Regions from separate parts of the Sus scrofa genome. Here region 1 is linked to region 2. Evidence: chromatin contacts called from public Hi-C data. All regions are on one chromosome and are shown on one strand. The core of a region is the stretch at or near the end of the contact, and the rest is flanking DNA. Distances in the headings are between cores, read along the strand shown.

What was found. Hi-C and Micro-C count contacts between places; a contact is called where the count stands out from the background.
Region 1: a Hi-C map of embryonic fibroblasts shows a contact between it and region 2, with 2.0 times the contacts expected there. The contact joins two enhancer-like sites. A contact is called at or near these places in 2 of 47 Hi-C or Micro-C datasets (embryonic fibroblasts and mesenteric adipose tissue).

The regions. Positions count from the first base shown.
Region 1 is chr14:42,598,857-42,601,981 of Sscrofa11.1, reverse strand. No RefSeq gene overlaps it. Among named protein-coding and RNA genes, the nearest start is that of WSCD2, 16 kb to the right of the region's middle. Within about 2 kb of position 1,676, at least 12 of the 83 cell types and tissues checked have an H3K27ac peak or open chromatin away from gene starts, as enhancers often do. A contact at or near this core is called in embryonic fibroblasts, where this site is marked.
Region 2 is chr14:42,408,481-42,411,597 of Sscrofa11.1, reverse strand. No RefSeq gene overlaps it. Among named protein-coding and RNA genes, the nearest start is that of CMKLR1, 10 kb to the left of the region's middle. Within about 2 kb of position 1,772, at least 6 of the 83 cell types and tissues checked have an H3K27ac peak or open chromatin away from gene starts, as enhancers often do. A contact at or near this core is called in embryonic fibroblasts, where this site is marked.

The DNA.
Region 1 (3,125 bases), core at 427-2,926, 190 kb before region 2:
CTCCAGACCTTTTTGGGGAGATATTAGTCCTGTGTCCCATTTGTATGTTTTGGAAGATTCCCTTCCCATTTCTCTTTCTTCCTGTTTCCCTTCATCTTTTTCCCCCAGCTAGACCTATTCATCACCAAGCATCTGTGAATGAAAAAGCTTTAGTCTAGCTTTAGAGTTGACCAGTTCAGGAGCCACGAGTCATGAGCCACATGTGTCTTGAAACGTGTCAAGTCCACATTGAAGTGATTTATAAGGGTAACATACATGCTGGATTTTATAGACTTGGTGCAAAAAAAATTTTAACACAAAGTGTAAAAGATCTCAATAATATTTTACATTGATTTTATTTGAAAATAATATCTTTGATAGGTTGGGTTAAATTAAATATTATTTAAAATTTTGTAATAGTTCAAAGTTCCCTTGTGGCCTAGCAGTTAAGAATCTGGCATTGTCATTGTTGTGGCTTGGGTCACTGATGTGGTGTGGGTTTGATCCCTGGCCCAGGAACTTCCACACGTCACAGGTGTGGCAAAAAAAAAAAAAAAAAAAAAATCTAGTAAACGCATTAAGAAAGGAAAAGAAAACCATGAAATATTACAGTATTTTTTTGCCCACATCCAAAGCATGTGGAAGTTCCTGGACCAGAGATTGCTGCAGTGACAACGCTGGATCCTTAACCTGATGAGCCATAAGAGAACTCCCTACTAGAGAATGTTTAAAATTACATGTAGCCTGCATGTGTGGCTTGCACCTTGTTTCTGTTAGAGAGCGCTGGCTTAGCACTTCCTTCTCATCAGCCCACATTTATTAATGAATGTTTTTTCTTATAGGACACCACCTAGGATCACCACACCAGGCTGACATTTTGACAGTAAATAAAATGGAAAGGAACTAATGTTCTGGAAGCACCTACTCTGTGTCTAGCTCAGAGTTGTATGCCTGGCATAGACCACATTTTCTCAGCAGTGGCACTATTGACACTTTGGACTAGATAATGCTTTGCTGGAGGGTGGGGTGCAGGGATGTCGGTGGAGGGGAGAGAGGAGGAGGGTCCCTGTGCATTGTAGGATGTTGAGTGGCATCTATGAGATGCCAGTATCAGCTCCCAGTTGTGACCACCAAAAGAGTTTCCAGGCATTGCCACATGTTTACTGGGGGCAGAATCAGCCTGGCTTGGGGGGAACCCTCAGGCAGAGAGAACTCTACCCTTGCACTGAGAAGCAGCTGCCCTGCACAGAGTAATGATTGCATGGGAATATGGATGGGGCATTGACAGCAGCTACCATGGAGGATCTAAGGTCTGCTTCCTGTACCAGGAAGGTAGCCTAATCTCCAGAAATGCCCTGGACACGGGCAGTTCCCCCAGGCACTACAAGAGAATGTGCTCTGGACTCACGCAAACCAGGATCAAATCCCAGCTCTCAGGCCTCACTTTCTACTTCATGTACTGCCAAAGAGGGTTTAATCCGAGCAAAGGGAGAGAGCTCAGAAAAGACTGCAGCCTCCAAGGAGGGTATGGAGGTGGCTGGCTATTCTTAGTAGTGAATTTGGGGAGGAAAAAAGTTTCTTTGGGGAGGAAAAAAGTAGTGAATTTGGGGAGGAAAAGCCCAAAGCACATAGCACCTTCCAGAGGGCGCAGCCCAACCACAGTCCTTCCTGTCTTGCCAAGTTTGGTCGGAAATTCTTCCCACCCCAGGCAGTGGGGAATGCGGGGAATGTGGGGTGGGCCCGCTGAAGGCCTTCAGAGCCTCTTAGCTGAAATTTCTCAGTTCTGGTGTCGGAGTAGTTGGCTTTCCTAACAGGGGCTGTTCAGACAGCAAGGTCTGGCAAGCAGGACCCCTGACTCTGGGCTCTTGCCCAGCTGTAGTTTTCCTTCGCCTGCCCGAATGCTTTGATTCACGCAGGGGCTGGCCCAAGGAGGGTGAGAGGAGCCGAAAACCAAGGCAGGAGGCAGGCAGGGCACAGTCATAGTCTTGCCGAAGCTCCAGCTTTTGAAGGTTCAGAAAGCGCTCCATATGACCCAGCAACCAGAACAAGCTCCCAAGAGGGCTGTGGACACCACTTTTTATGAGACCAACCAAGAAAACAGAAGCTCTCTGATAAAATACTCCTGGCACACTATACCTAACTCCCTGCCTCACACCAAAAGGGTTTCCCCTATGTATTTTGTAGTGTTTGAAGGCTCTGAGAAGCCCCACATTAAGGAATCCTTTCATCTCTGGTGAACCCAGAGCTACCTTGTAACACCTTCTAACATCTTCCCTTGTAACTTACTAACACTTAAGGGAATGCTGGCCTAGACCCTTGAGCTTTCTGGCAGAGGAGGTTTGTAGTTTGGAGAAAAAGCCCTTGTTTCTCCCCACACCCTACACACCCCAGTCTTTTTAAAACCTCCCTCCTCTCTGAGTGGGTGGGGCCAAGCTTGGCAAACCAACTTCTGCAACTGGTTGAGCTGAGCAGAATTAAATGGGTTAAATGGTGACATTACACAGACAAGTCAAGCTATAGGCATCTTTAAATTACCTAGACTCTCAGGAGACACCAACTGGGGGTGAGGCCCAGAAACTGGGGAAATGCAAAGCATAATAACAACCATTCAAAAAAATTAAAAAAAAAAAAAAAACCTGAAGAAAATAATTTGGAGATTATTGAGTGCCAGAACCCCAAAGCTATAAACAGGATGTTTGAAACCATTTCAAGCATAAAGGTCACAATCTGCAATTTAAATGGATAGCTTGTTGCCTTTTTTCTTGGTTATGGTTGGGTGCCACCAATTAGTTTAAGAGAGAGAGTGTGGTGGGGGAGAGATGGTTTTTCAAAGAGTGTACTGGGAATCAGGCTGGGTCAGTTGACAGCCCCTAAGCCCTAAGCCCACACAGGAGCAGGCAAATCCTTTAGTCCTTGAGAACACACACAGGACTCTTATGCTACACAGTGAGGGCTTTCTTCCTTGTTCTGGAAAAATAAAAACATAACACCACATACACGCTCTAGCTCTCTGAAGGGGTTTTACCCTGAAGAAATGAAACATTGTAAAATTATCCCTGAGATGACATTGCTGCCAAGGTCCAACCTAGTCCAATGGTCCTTATTAACTCACATCCTATTTATCCACTTGGCAAAGATGATAGGAA
Region 2 (3,117 bases), core at 523-3,022:
GCTTAAAACATGCTGTTGCCATAACTCCATGGGTCACTTCTAGAAGCCCATCCCCCAGCCTCCCTCCTGGCTCTGGCCTTGATCATCCACCAAAGTCTCTGTCCTTGCTGTGTTCTTAACACAGAAGAAGTAAAGCCACACTGGCTCTGCCACTCCCTGGCTGTGTGACCTTGAGAAAGTGACTTCACCTCTCTGAGCCTCGGTTTCCTCCTCTGTAACATGGGGATGGTAACAGCATCTACCTGGCTGGGTATTATGAGAATCAAAAGAGTTAGCCTTGGAGTTCCCTGGTGGCTCAGCAGGTTAAGGATCCAGGGTTGCTGCTGCTGTGGCTCTGGTTACTGCTCTGGCACAGGTTCAATCCCTGGACCTAGGTTAGCACCCGGCACATACTAACTGCTGGCTGACAAAGACTCAGATTCACTGTTGACTTCCGTCACTTCTGCCTCCACCCTGTTTCTCCTCCCACAGCCCATCTTCTCCTGCCCCACCCGCATCTACAACAGTGACTTAGCTTCTTCTCTCTTCCCTGTTAGGAGAACCCAAGGCCTCTGAGATCACTGGACACATTCTTCATGTCCTTAGACCTTTCTCCATCCTCAGCACCTCTACAGCCACAGGTATCTGGCTTTTTCTTTAAAGAGCCCCTTTCTTCCTCTGTATACAACTCCCCAAAATACAAGGCATGGACCTGCTTGACGAGAGGGGTCAGGGAACAGGGAACCACACCCCCCAATTCCTTGGTTCCCCCCTGGCTCCACCTGAGCACAGCCTGAAAGCTCCTGTCAACCTATTGACCCCCCACCCCATCACCACCGCCACCTTGAGGTTCTCCATTTTTCCTCTTGACATCGTTTCATTTTTTCATTCTGATATCCTTTTAAACTTAGAGAAAACTAGCAACAATAGTGCAAGAATTCCTTATGTCTGGACCCAAAGTCTCCAATTATTTACATTTTGCCCCAATTGCTTTATCATTCTCTCCCTCCCCAGTCTGTCTGCACAGCTTTTCTTGAAACTCTCCCATTTTGCATATGGGAAAACTGAGGCCCAAGGAGTTTTCTCTGGCCCCTTTCCCCTGCCTCACACCCGTGGTCCCATATTAGAGGTCCAGAACCTGAAACCTGCAAACATGTCAAAGGCCTATGAGGTATTTGAAAACTGAACCCGCAAGCAAATGGAACTCACAACTGCAGACTCAAAATGAATTAAGTGTCTGAGTAAATGTCTACAACACCTTAGTGAGTCAGCTGCTATCCAATGACATTCGTGCCTTTAGAAATAGAAAAACACGAATGACAAGTACATGAAAAATAATTTGTTTTTCATGAAACCCCATATATACAAATGACTTTAAAACCTTTTCAGCTATTTCTACTGAACATGCACGTGTATAATGGGTTCTGTAGAGGCATTTTGAGGTTTGCTGTGATGTGAGGTGGGGTTCCCAAATTGTCAGGGATCCCAGAACCTTCAAAGGCCTTCCAACAAGCTTTCTTGGCCCATAACCACTGGGTCCTCACTCAAGTTGGACATAAGATGAAGATTTTTTTCCATGTATTTTTATAAGGAGGCTGTATGTACCTTTTTATGTGGGTCATAAAAAAAACTGTTAAATGTTAAAAACACAGAGCAACACGAGAAATTCGTCATAGCAACGGGGCTGCCTCTCCTATTTTTAAAAAGTGAGCTGCTCCCTCCTCTTAGTACAGAAAGTTTATTTTCCTGCTGGGGCCTCTGACTCAGAGGCAAGCCCAGAACTCATTCTGCTGCCTCTGGGGCCAGGGGTGGGGGCCACTGGTGATGCTCAGGAGTCCCAGGCCTCAGGCCCCTTCCACTGGCCTATCTTCCAGGTACCCAGATGTTCCTGACGTTGCTGGTCCCCGCCCGGGCTTCCCGCCCTGTGTTCATCCACATGCCCCACCCAGCTATGCAACTTCAGAACCGCCTGCCTTGCAGGAGCACAGCTGGATGACTAGTTCTATAGGAACCAGTTTTGTAACTATCAAACTACTTCCTGACCAGTTGGGAAACCACAGCTACACAAGACCCTCTCTTAGGACCACCCTCTGATCCAAGAACAACAGGCCTGCTGGGGTCCCAGAACCCTGACTCAGGGCAGCCTTCTACTTGGTTAGAGTCCACATCCTCTCAGGTGGTAAAGGGGATATGACTGCAGCCTAAGGGCTTCTAAAGAGCAACTGAAGGAGGTTGAGAACACAGTGTGGGTTCAAATCCTGCTCTACTACTTAGGAGCTGTGTGACCTCAGGCAAGTGGTTTAACCTCTCTGTGCCTCAGTTCTCTCTCAGATGTAATAAGGGTGACAGTGAGTTGTGGTGGGAATGACTTATGTTCACCCACATAAGGTGCTTAGCATAGTACCTAGTACATTGCAGACTCTCAGTAATCATTATTTAAATGATTAAATAATATCATTAGTAAAGTATTCTTATTATTTTAACATCTCTTACCTCCTATCCTTCATAACACTTTTTATGACCATCTCTTAGGAACAAAGCAACAAAATCAGAAGCTGGTTCCACCAATTACCAGTTGAGTGACCTTGGGCAAATTATGAAACCTCTCTGACACTGATTTCTCATCTGTATCAGAGAGATAATAATATTCCCATAATTTATTACATTATTATATTAAAACCTACTCAAATCTTGACTCATGGTGAGTGTTCCCAAACTGGCTATTATTATTATCAGGGGTCAGAAAACTATAACCCACAAGTCAAACTTGGCCATTGTCTGTTTTTGTAAATAAAGTTTTGTTGGACACAACCACCCACATTCATCTATGGGATTGTCTCTGGCTGCTTTGATGCTACAACTACAGAGCTGAGCAGTTGCAGCAAGTGACCATATGGCTCAAACAGCCTACAATATTTATCACCTTTCCCTTTAAAAAAAAAAGTTTGATTTTTACCATTCAGATCTTCTTTAGCAGCAGGTAAATTATGGTACATACATCTTTCATCTCCGTCAGTGGACTATACATGTTAAGATTTGCTTTCCAGGAATCACCCAGCAACCCGCAGTTGGGCTCCAATAGTCCAAAGATCTTGCCAAATTATTCACAATAATAACAGAGAGAGAAAGGGTCCCTGG